3 separate regions of the Mus musculus genome follow, and regions 1 and 3 are each linked to region 2. A link is a contact called in public Hi-C and Micro-C data. All regions are on one chromosome and are shown on one strand. The core of a region is the stretch at or near the end of the contact, and the rest is flanking DNA. Distances in the headings are between cores, read along the strand shown. Region 1 overlaps B3gat2 (beta-1,3-glucuronyltransferase 2 (glucuronosyltransferase S)). Region 2 holds the start of B3gat2 (beta-1,3-glucuronyltransferase 2 (glucuronosyltransferase S)). Region 3 has its middle 41 kb from the start of B3gat2.

What was found. A called contact is a pair of places that touch in the nucleus more often than the background predicts.
Region 1: a contact with region 2 is called in a Hi-C map of cerebellar granule neurons, with 2.2 times the contacts expected there. The contact joins the enhancer-like site here to the promoter of B3gat2 in region 2. A contact is called at or near these places in 3 of 39 promoter capture datasets (embryonic stem cells, hippocampal neurons and pre-B cells), 13 of 484 Hi-C or Micro-C datasets (the N1E-115 cell line, Sertoli cells, cardiomyocytes and 6 more), 7 of 115 datasets of contacts at active chromatin or transcription factors (embryonic stem cells, fibro-adipogenic progenitors, forebrain and 1 more) and 1 of 9 other capture datasets (pancreatic islet).
Region 3: a contact with region 2 is called in a Micro-C map of B cells, with 2.5 times the contacts expected there. The contact joins the enhancer-like site here to the promoter of B3gat2 in region 2. A contact is called at or near these places in 1 of 15 datasets of contacts at CTCF or cohesin (large pre-B cells), 3 of 484 Hi-C or Micro-C datasets (B cells and pre-B cells), 4 of 115 datasets of contacts at active chromatin or transcription factors (craniofacial prominence, embryonic stem cells and neural progenitor cells) and 3 of 9 other capture datasets (adipose tissue, liver and pancreatic islet).

The regions. Positions count from the first base shown.
Region 1 is chr1:23,819,606-23,823,369 of GRCm38.p6, forward strand. The region is part of intron 2 of B3gat2 (beta-1,3-glucuronyltransferase 2 (glucuronosyltransferase S)); the gene reads left to right. Among named protein-coding and RNA genes, the nearest start is that of B3gat2, 60 kb to the left of the region's middle. Within about 2 kb of position 2,221, at least 4 of the 459 cell types and tissues checked have an H3K27ac peak or open chromatin away from gene starts, as enhancers often do. A contact at or near this core is called in cerebellar granule neurons and cerebellum, where this site is marked.
Region 2 is chr1:23,759,667-23,763,629 of GRCm38.p6, forward strand. B3gat2 (beta-1,3-glucuronyltransferase 2 (glucuronosyltransferase S)) reads left to right here and starts at 2,260. Exons shown (of 4, transcript NM_172124.2): 1 at 2,260-3,562. The coding sequence starts at 2,969.
Region 3 is chr1:23,718,439-23,722,540 of GRCm38.p6, forward strand. No RefSeq gene overlaps it. Among named protein-coding and RNA genes, the nearest start is that of B3gat2, 41 kb to the right of the region's middle. Within about 2 kb of position 2,348, at least 19 of the 459 cell types and tissues checked have an H3K27ac peak or open chromatin away from gene starts, as enhancers often do. A contact at or near this core is called in B cells, where this site is marked.

The DNA of each region.
Region 1 (3,764 bases), core at 971-3,470, 60 kb after region 2:
GCCAGAAGCTAGAAAGAACTCAGATGTCCCTCAACAGAGGAATGGATATAGAAAATGTGGTACATTTACACAATGGAGTACTACTCAACTATTAAAAATGATGAATTCATGAAATTCTTAGGCAAATGGATGGAACTAGAAAATATCATCCTGAGTGAAGTAACCCAATCACAAAAGAACACACATGGTGGTATGCACTCACTGTTAAGTGGATATTTGCCCAAAAGCTCCAAATACCCAAGATACAATTCACAGACCATGTGATGGTTTGTATATCCTTGGACCAGGGAGTGGCACCATCTGAAGGTGTGGCCTTGTTGGAATAGGTGTGACCTGGTTGGAATGAGTGTGTCACTGTGGTTGTGGGTATAAGATCCTCACCCTAGTTTCCTGGAAGTCAGTCTTCCACTAGGAGCCTTTGGATGAAGACATAGAACTCTCAGCTCCTCCTGCACCATGCCTGCCTGGATACTGCCATGCATCCACCTTGATGATAATGGACTGAACCTCTGAATCTGTAAGCCAGCCCCAATTAAATGTTGTTTTATTAAGACTTGCCTTGGTCATGGTGTCTGTTCACAGCAGCAAAACCCTAACTAATACAGACCATAAGAAGCTCAAGAAGAAGGAAGACCAAAGTATGGGTGCTTCAGTCTTTCTTAGAAAGGGAAACAAAATACTCATGGGAGCAAATATGGAGGAAAAGTATAGGACAGAGACTGAAAGAAAGGCCATCCAGAGACTGTCCCACCTGGCGATTCATCCCAGATACCAAACCCCTACACTGTTGTGGATGTCAAGAAATGCTTGCTGACAGGAGCCTGATATAGCTGTCTCCTTAGAGGTTCTGCCAAAGCCTTACAAATACAGAGGCGGATTCCCACAGCCATCCATTGGACTGAGCATGGGGTCCCCAGTGGAGGAGTTAGAGAAAGGACTGAAGGAGCTGAAAAGGTTTGCAACCCCATAGGAAGAACAACAATATCAACCAAGCAGACCCCCCAGAGCTCCCAGGGATTAGGCCACCAACCAAGGAATACACATGGCTCCAGCTGCATATGTAGCAGAGGATGGCCTTGTCAGGCATCAATGGAAGGAGAGGTCCTTGGTCCTATGAAAGCTCAATAGATGCCCCAATGTAGGGGAATTGAGGGTGAGGAGACAGAGGTGGGTGGTGGGTGGAGGAACACCCTCATAGAAGCAGGGGGAGGGGATAGGAAGTTTCTGGGAGGGGGGAAACTGGGAAAGAAGATAACATTTGAAATGTAAATAAAGAAATTATCCAACAAAAAAAAATGGTGAAAAAAAAAAAGAAACAGGGAGAAGAGCTCTCAGGTCCTTAGGCCCATGAATTAGGTACTTTCTTCCTCATTTTCGTGTTAGTATGGAGAGGGAGGGGAGAAGGAAAGGGAAGGGGAGAGTGAATGAGTGAATGAATGAATGAATGAATGAATGAATGAATGAATGAATATGAGAATGAATGAATGAATGAATGAATATGAGAATGAATGAATGGCTATGGATGAATAAGTGTGCGTGAATGATAATCTCTAAAGTGGGAGAAGGAAGCCAGAAGCTGCATCCTGCAGAGAAAATGGTGTTCAGTGGCTCCGTGGCAGTTGTTTATGACAATGTTTTGCACTTCGGGTATCTCTAGTATTTATCAGGCTGACTGAGAAGCCATATAGCGTGGAATCACTGTGGACTATATTGCTTTTGCTCCTGAGCATGGCCAGCAGCAGTGCTCAGAACCCAGCATGCTGGTGTTTTGGTGAAGCCATAGCTTAGCCCAGCACTGAAGCTCCTGTAAATATCAGATATAGAGGAGAGATGCTCCTGCCTGCCTCGTGTCCTCCATACAGCCTTCAGACTGTCTTCTGGTGTCGCATTGGACTTTCCTGATGCTGAAAATCTGTCAGATAACGTAAGACACTGCTTTGAAGTTTTCCTGTGTGCATGATGTTAGACAGAAGCAGACGTGGCATGATATTTTCTTGAAGGTGACATGGTACTACTATTTTAAAGGAAAGGATCTGCTCTATAGGGCATTTTTAAAACTCTCTAATCATTACCCCTTAAGTTAACATCCCTCTGAGATGGAGAGGAAGCATTGCAGGAGGCCGGCCTGTGGCTTGCTGTTGGCTTTGGGTATGCACTGCTCTGCCAAGACAATGGGAACCCTGGAGTATTCTACAGGGCTGTGCCTGAGGCTTCTATTCCCAGAATAACTCTGGCATCTGACAACTGACTCAAACAGGCAGTCCACGCAGCATTTTAGGTCTGCTCTGTGGGCAGGGAATTACTTTCAAGTGACAGCCTCATTTCGGCCACTTCTGCGGAAATGTCAGTAACGAACATTGCTTGAAAGAGCTGAGCTGAAGGTAATTTGAAGCCACTCCAGGGAATCCAGATTTGCTTAAATTCAGAACTTAATGCTGAGAGCCTTATATTGAATTATACATATATGTTATATTAAAATGTCTATATTTCATTTTTATATTAAAATGTTTCCATAAAGTATATTTTGATCATGTTTATGTTGACCTTACATTACCTTAGCATTAACTCCAGGAAGCAGCAAGGCGAACATTGTACTCGGTTAATAACGGCATGAACAATTTCTGGGTGAGTGTCTGGCGTGCAGTGGATACTCTCTTCTGATAAAAACACCAAACTGAATGTGCCACATTTCTGGTACTAATCAGCTAAGGCTGGTGCATGTTCCATAAATTTGAGCTTTTCAGACAGACACACAAGCCACACTTTGGGATTCCTAGGCCAAGTATGGCTTCTGAGACTCCATTGTACTGATGTGTTCATATACAAAGCCAGACGCCCGTTAAGTGATATCCCGGTCACTTTTGATGCTTTAGATATTTCATGATGGACACAAAATGATCATGAAGTGTTTCTCACATGTGGCTTTCCAGGTACATCTTCCTGATGCCTGAAAGTCCAACCACCATGAGAACATGAAATTCCTGAGAAAGGACTCTTTCATTCAGGGAACATGGAGCTGCCTGGGGTTGTATCCTGGGAGACAGAACCAGGGAAGATGGTAGAGGAAAGAAAGGACAGAGAAATAGATTGTGCGTCTGGTTGTTAAATACCACAGGCGTCACAGGCTGTAGGTGATGGTGAATGTAGAGTCAGGAGCACGGGCAGTATGGAAGACAGGAGTCCACAGGGGCGACACCCAGTAAGAACAAACTGTCATCAAAATGGAGGAAAGTTGGCTTCCAGTAGAGCAGACAGGACGTTTTATCTCTGAAGAGCATAGAGGTTTGGAGAGAACAGGAACATCAAGGGTGTTGTGGATATATGAAGCCAAAAGGCCTACAAGAAGAGGTTCCTGGGAGAGGTTAGGATAGAATGACTCCTGAGATTCCATCAACGCTAGGTGTGTTATTTGGGCAAGTTCTGGTTTTAGGAACTGGAGTTATTAGACACTAAACCTCTGTTCACAGTGTAGTTTCTGTTGACACAACTTTTTCTAACCATTAGGCTTCATCATCTAACCAGGTGGCAGGGGATTTAGACTCTGGGGCCCATCCTAGACCTTTGGGGGAAGTGGGTTGATAATGGGTGTGGGACTGGAAGGGCCAAGGGTGACCAAGAGGTAAGAGAAAGGCGGTGTCAGTTTCAGAAGCCAGAGACTATTATCTCCTTCCCTCTCCCTCACCCCACCTCTATGTGTTCATCTCCCTCCCCCTCTCCCTCCCTCTCCCCCTCTCCCTCTCCCCCTCTTTTCCTCTCTTCTCTCT
Region 2 (3,963 bases), core at 1,010-3,509:
GTTTCATCACAGTGATAGTAGTCCTATCTAAGCCAAGAACACGGGGAAAGGAGTGTGACAACAGTCCTTGAATGTCTTAGCCGTTTGAGATCAGTGATTCTGTATGCTAGCTAACATCCCAAGTTAGATTCCATGTTTGATGGTCAAAGTCTCTGACTAGCCCCATTCCTGGGGGAAACACAATTCAGATGGGGTTTTATAGGTGCAGACTACCAAAGACATCCATCCCACTGAGTTTCACCCCCAATATCTCTAGGCATCTCTCTTCAACCGAATTTGAGATGTCCAACAAAGTTGGGAAGGATTCATAACAACTTTGGGAAAGAGAAGGGGATTGGACACATTTGTGTGTTACTGTCTGGAGTTTAAGAAAAGTCTGTAGAGATTCCCCTCAGTTTTCTTCCCCTTGGGATGCTGGCACAGCCATCACACTCTGAGGTAGAATACAGCAGGGAGTCTAATGGGATCACTGTTTTAGGATCTTGGCCTCACCACTTTGCACAACATTGGGCTCTGGGTGACACAGGAAAGGTGGGACTGAAGGCTAGGACTTAGTTGGTTTGTGGAGAAAGGGAGAACGTTTGAGAACTCACTATTAGATGTCTGTATCTAAGTGTAACAAGGCCCCTAGTAGGCACCTAGACCTTAACACAACTGCCTCGGCGGAAGCACCGTTCAGGGTATAAAGCTCAGCATGTAGACCGTACCACCTGCCAAAACGGAAACAAAGGCCCAATCCATCAAAGTCCATATAGTCACGGGAAGTCTCAAAATGCACTAACCTTGCTTTTTACCTTTTGTAGTTCCGATTCTGACGCACTGTTCTTGTTAACTGAAGTATGTCAACCCAGAACGTGGCTTTTGTTGTTTAGGTTTGGTTTTTTGTTTTGTTTTATTTTTTTGTTTTTTGGTGTTGTTGTTGTTGTTGTTTGCTTAAACGCTCACCCTGAGAAAGCCTCAGCGCTACCTTGGGATTCAAACACCCAATGTAGTCACCGGCTGGCTAATAAATGCTTTATATATTTGCTTCAACCCAAGTCGGAGCAGTCTTCTCTAGTGACTACCCCACAACATAAGAGAGTAGTTGTGAAAATTCACAGGTGCGCAGTGCCAGACACCGAACCCAAGATGCAGGACACAGCCACGTGAAGGTGGAGGATCTGCCCCAGCGTGCTGCTTGTTCCTCAGGAACATAGTCAAAAGGATTTTCATGCGACAGAGAAAGTCGGGTTGCGGAGGAAAACGGAATCAGAAATGATTCATTGGGGGTGGGGGTGCTTTCCTCAGACTCCCTGGAATGTGCTTGGAATGAGAACAGCCTGGGGTTCGTTCGGCTAATAGATTCTCTATATATGAGAGGGTCTTCCAGGTATTTCCGCTTGCCATCCTCTGACCCACTTGATCTGATGGCATCACCTAGGAAGACCGGTCACTCACAGCCAGGCTGTGCTGATGATGTGCAGTGAAGAGGCAGTGGGTTCTATCCAGGACGCCCACGTTCTATTTCCACTAAGTCAGTTACCACTGACCTCAGGAAATTCCCTTAAGTCTCCATCTTCTGCTCCTTCATCCAGAAAATGAAGGTGATTCCACCTCCAAAGCCTCCTTGAAAGGATTACAGGGATGGTCCTGGGGGATAATTCCTGTGCCTGCAAACTGGGAAGGCTCCAACATGAACAAAAGCAAGTTACACATACTCAGCCGGAGTTGTCAAAATGTCCCCCACAGATCCAACTGTGGCCGAGCAGTTGCGATTGATTCCTTGGAATGGGCTGGCACACATGCCAGACACCTATGTGCGGCACCCCCTCCATCTCTGTGGGATTCTATTGATTTCTGCCTTTCAAGAGAAAGTGGTTCTCTTTGCTGAGGTTCTGTACACCAACCCTCAAGCCAGGGAAGGACCGCTTTGTCCCCTCCCTCTTTCTCCTTCTGCCCTCTTTAGGACTCCGGACTTGTCACACGTGAATGGGTTTCCTTGGCTGATCTCCAAAGACCCTGCAGCAGTTCAGTGAGCTGAACCCTGGGGCGATCTGAAAACAGCACCCACCACCTCCACACACACACACACACACACACACACACACACACACACACACCCCAGGCAGAGGTCGCGCAACCCAGCAGAGATCCTCCTCCCTCCCCCTGCCTCTGCCCGCAGGCAGCGCCTGGTGCCACCGGGCTCAGACCCCGCAGAGAGCCTTGGCCCTTCCCGCCTCCGCCCCGCAGCCCCTCTCCGCCAGTAGCAGCGCTGCTATCTTCCCACCGGAGCACTAGGAGGACGCCCGAGTCTGCAGCGCCCCCGCCCCCTCGCTTTTTCTTTCTTTCCCTGCTTTGGGATCTTGCTGTCTGGAGCCGGGAGAGGTTCCGAGAAGGAGAGAGCGGCACAGGTTTCTGCCGCGGCGCTCGAACGGGAGCTTAGGGACGCAGCATCCTCGGTGTCCACCCGGGATCGCAGCTGCACCGGCCGACATGTGACGGAGGAAAGCCCTCAGCATTCCCGGCAACCGCCTTCAAAGGGGTCCCGGAACGCTCGCCCAGGCCAGCAGCTGGATCCTCTTAGCCCTCAGCGACGCGGGACAGGAGCGGCAAGGTACAACGCCTGGTACGTTCCAGGCTCGCACTCGGGAAAAGAGCGCAGCGGGGACCGCCGCCTGGCTTGCACTCGGCACAACTCCGGGACCTGCGGAGTGCGGCTGGACCGTGTCCAGATTCCCGCCGACTTCATCCAGAGTGACCCAAGACCCTAGCCGGTCCTCCTGCACCCCCTGGAGTTCTAGCTTGCCCTGCATCTGCGCCGACCCCACAACGCCCAGGTCCCCGCAACGCCCCAGTCCGGAAGGGGAGCGCGCTTGCGGCTTCTCCCTGATTGCAGACGCTGCCGCTGTCCTAACTGCACACAGAGGTCCCCTACCCGGAGCCTAGTCCTTGCAGGGGGTGGTGTCCGAGACGCTGGGGAGCGCGCACCATGAAGTCCGCGCTGTGCAGCCGCTTCTTCATCCTCCTGCCCTGGATCCTGATTGTCATCATCATGTTGGACGTGGACCCCCGCAGGCCCGCGCCCCAACTCACTTCCCGTCCCTACTTCTCTCCCCATGCAGTGGGCTGCGGGGGCTCCCGAGTCCCGCTCCGACGGAGTAGCCCCGGGCGTGACGCTGCCGAGAAGCGGAACGAGTCTCGGCCTCAGCTGCAGCCGGAGCCGCGCTTGCCCACCATCTATGCCATCACACCCACCTACAGTCGCCCGGTGCAGAAAGCCGAGCTCACTCGCCTGGCCAACACCTTCCGCCAGGTGGCGCAGTTGCACTGGATCCTGGTGGAGGACCGGGCGACGCGCAGCGAGCTGGTGAGCAGCTTCCTAGCTCGGGCCGGCCTGCCCAACACGCACCTGCATGTGCCCACGCCGCGGCGCTACAAGCGACCGTGGCTGCCGCGCGCCACCGAACAGCGCAACGCGGGCCTCGCCTGGCTGCGCCAGAGGCATCAGCATCAGAGCGCGCAACCCGGCGTGCTCTTCTTCGCCGACGATGACAACACGTACAGTCTGGAGCTCTTCCAGGAGGTAGTGGTCCAGCGCCGATGGTGGGGTGTAGGGTGTGTGTGGGGGGGAGGGGGGACAAGGGGCGGTTGGGCCCCGAAGGTCTGCATGCCCTTTGTGCTTCCTGTACACTTTTGAGTTCTCAGTCCCTTCGAGCACGCATCCCGCACTCGGCGTGGAGCAGCTGAAGATGGGCAGTCCACAGCCTCTTCGGCTGGCTGCGGTGGGTGGAGAAGGGGTGTTGGTGGGTGGAGAAGTCTGCCCCGAGGTGTCTTGCCCTGTCCGGGATTGTGTTCAGTAAATAATAGTACAGGTGATTTGCCCAACTGGATGACGCCCAAAGCTGGAGCTAGGCTTGATTTTCTTGGAGACTGGATCAGTGCCTACAGGTGATTCTGAGTGGAGACAAATGTGGGATAAAGGTA
Region 3 (4,102 bases), core at 1,098-3,597, 41 kb before region 2:
ACACCCAATCCTGGTCTCACAAAAAAAAAAAAAAAAAAAAAAAAAAAAGGATGTGAATCCACACATGTGAGTGCAGTGTTCATGGGGGCCAGAAGGTGTCTTACCACCCTAGAGATGGATTTGCAGGCAGTTGTGAACTACCTGATGTGGGTGCTGAGAACCAATCCCAGGCCCTCTGGAAGAGCAGCAGCACCTATTCACAACTACTGAGCATCTCTGCAGTCCCTCTGTCTCTAATCTCATTTGCAACCATTTACAAGCCCATATGTGAACTTCTGAGACAAGCAAACTCCGTAACCACCACTCTCACACATAAAGGAGCTACTCCAGGAGCTGCTGTCCCTCCTCAGAAGCTTCTGTTCTCAAAATTGAGGCTGGACCACACTACTTTGAAGAATGTATATTTTAAGTGCTGCTTTTATTCCCTGGCACTCCGTATTATTGAAATGCAGATGGACTCTCATTCAGGCCCTAAGATAAATTAGCTTCTCTTCAAGGGAGGATTTCACTGGCCTACCTGACAATTATAAACACTTAAGGCTACAGATTAGCAGGTGCATGTCGGAGGGCAATGGCAGAATATTAAAAAGAAGCATTCAGAGATGTGTCAGCAAGCTGTATCCCAGAGAGTAATGGACAGCCCAAAGCTATTTAAGTTCCCTGTTTCTCATTCAAAGTCTCCCGAACACAGCCCTCACGAAAATGAAACACTCACACAATCTGATCCCCCGCTGTGTTATGGCAAGATGCAAAGATTCATTCTTTTCTTATTTATACTGCATTACTGCATGGGCCGCAGCTACCCACAGAAACTTGATTACAACAATGAAGCTCAGTTAGCTAAGATGAGCCTACGTGCATTAACCACAGCCTTTGAGTTTGCTGTCGCACCATTAACAGAAGCTCAGAATGTCCTCCAAGGTCAACCATAGATGCTGACAATAGGCCTGGATTGACTATGTCTCCTTAAACCAGAAGCTACGGCTCAGTTAAATCTCAGCATCATGGGATGGACAGGCAGCTGTGTTTGTGAATAACTTAAGAAGTCATTAGAAAGACACACAAACTTGTCTCGCTATGGCCAGACTGTGAATATGATTTATGTATGCAGGCATATACTCTGTGATGTCACCAACGCAGATCTTCCCAAACTTCATTATAAACAACATAGAGACTAAACTTACCCTGGATACTCTTGGAGGTAGCTAAAAGTCAACCCTTAAAAATAAATATTAAAAACCCGTGGATTCAGCAGGTGCTAAGTGTTCATATAGGGATTTTGAACTGAAATAAATGTAGCCCAGCTTCTTGCAGTAGGTACAGAATTCCTTCCCTTGTTCTGTATTGTTCTGTCTTACTCACTTGCTCTCAAATCCTCAGAGCCAACCCATGCCCATATGTAAAGAAAATACAGTGTTCTTTCTTTTTTAAAATAAAGTTTAAATTTTATTTATTATTTTGTATTTATTTTTATTAATTTTAATCATGTATAGGTGTGCATATCTGCACATGGGTATATTCTGCGAATGCAGGTACCTGTGGAGGCCAGGGAGCCTCTGGAGTTGGAGTTACAGAGCATTGTGAGCAGCCATGCAGGTGCTGGGACTTGAACCCAGTTCCTCTTGGAAAGTAGCCAGAGCTCTTCACTGCTGAGCCTTCAGCCTCTGGGGTGCTCTAATTTGTTAAATATCAAAGGGTGCCCATTAGTCCATTTCTGTTAGCTTTCAAGCTTTTATTAACAAAGGTATTATTACTACCAAGTAATAACTGAGCTAGGCGAAGCCCAGGTAGATTCGCTGTTTCGGTGGTGAGGGAGTTAAGGAAATCTTGGCCTAGCCATTTGGGTTTATAAGAAAATATTCTTTTGCCCGCACAGACTCATATCTGAATGTAATAAAGTTCACCGTGGAAGTATGCAACGATTTAAGTGAGATACTTTGTCCCCCATAGACTTGGGCATTTGTATACTTGGTCCCCATCGGGTCAAGCTGTTTGGGTAGGTTTAGGAGGTGTGGCTTCGTGAAAGAATGTCACTGGTGGGTGGGCTTTGAGGTTTAAAAAGACACGCACCAGTCCCCACTCACTCGCTGCTTCCTGTTTGTGGTTTGATGTGTGAGCCCTCGGCTGCTCCAGGGCCCATGCCTGCTTGCTGTCTGCTTCCCTGTGTGAAGGTGATGGATGCTTAGGCCTCCGGAACCCTGAGGCCAAATGTACCCTTCCTTCTTTAAGCTACCCCATGCATGGCATTTTATCCCAGCAATAGAAAAGCAAACTATACATGGTCTAAATTCTGCCTATGTGTATATGGAAATGAATTAAACGAAACTAAAACCATACACCATATTTTAGAGGTGCCGTACCTATGAGGACAATGGAGTATTTATATACTCCAGTTTCATTTCTTCTTTTCACACAAATATTTCTGGTTTCCATTTATCTTATTCTTCAGCTCATAAAATGTTGTTTATACCCTTTTATCTCGACTAGCTAATGGCAAAATGAAAGCCCTGCCTCCTGATTGTAATCTGAACTCGATTCACCAAAATCAAAACACAGGGGGGGGGGGTGGGGGGGGGCTGCCCGGAAGGTGAGTGTCAAACAAACATGAAGGCCTAAGGTGGGGTCTCCACACCTATGTTTAAAAAGTCTGCAGTCCAGGACTGGGGAGGCAGAGGCAGGGGCATCCTGGAGCAATCTGGCCAGACAGGATAGCTAAGGAGGTGAGCAGCAGATGTAGTGAGAGACCATATCAAACAAACGAAGACATAGCTGTTCAGCTGGAGATATGGTCCAGTGATTAGAGGGCTTGCTGCTTCTGCAGAAGACTCCCAGAAGGCAGAAGAGGTGGCTCACAACTGCCTGTAACTCCAGCTGCAGGCAGAGTCTCTGATGTGTCTTCTAGACTCAACAGGCACCACACTCACATGCACACACACCCTCCCCAACACACACGTTCAAGGACACACAATACAAGTTGAAACAAAATCTTAAAAGAAAATAAGGTAGCACCCACAAACATGCATATACACATATACTCACACACACTCACACACACACTCACACTCATACACACATTCATTCACACACTCACACACTCATTCACACACATATACACACTCTCACAACCACATACATACACACTCACAAACACTCTCACACACACTCACACACATGCATATACTCATATACACACATACACACACTCATACACACTCACACACATATCTCACACACTCACACACTCATTCTCACTCACTTTAACACACTCACAAACACACACTCTCACACACTCACAAACACACACTCTCACATACTCATACACACTCACTCTCACACACACTCACGTACATTCACACATTCATAAACACACACACACTCACACACACACACTCATTCACACACTCACATACTCATTCACACACATATACACACTCTCACAATCACACATACATACACACTCTCACACACTCACAAACACTCACACACACACACATGCATATACTCATATACACACATACACTCATACACACTCACACACATATACTCACACACACATTCACACACTCACTCTCACTCTAACACACTCACAAACACACACTCTCACACTCTCACACACTCACAAACACACACTCTCACATACTCACACACACTCACTCTCACAGACACTCACGTATATTCACACATTCATAAACACACACACACACACACACATCCCACAGAGGAGGCCGGATAACCAACTGCTAAAATTTATACCCTATGTATAAGCAGGTACTGCTAACTTCAGCACCCCTGATGATTGACAATTAGCCACTCTGAGTTCTCACCGGTACTTTATCCAATTAGTTTGCTAGTGGATGGGAAAAAGAGAGGGAGGCCTTGTTTTTGCCTGCCATTATCAGTGTTTCGTTATATGAAAGGAAAATATCAAATGCATTTTATAGTCGTAGCTTTTCCAGAAGGAAGTAGGGCACACCGTGTTTACCAGGCAGAATGGAGAACTTTAACAAAAGCAGGGGCTTCGGGGACACAGTAGACGCTGATTAAATGACCAGCTCAGCTCAAGTCCACGCTGTTAACCCTCCCGGTGGCCTATTCAGTAGCT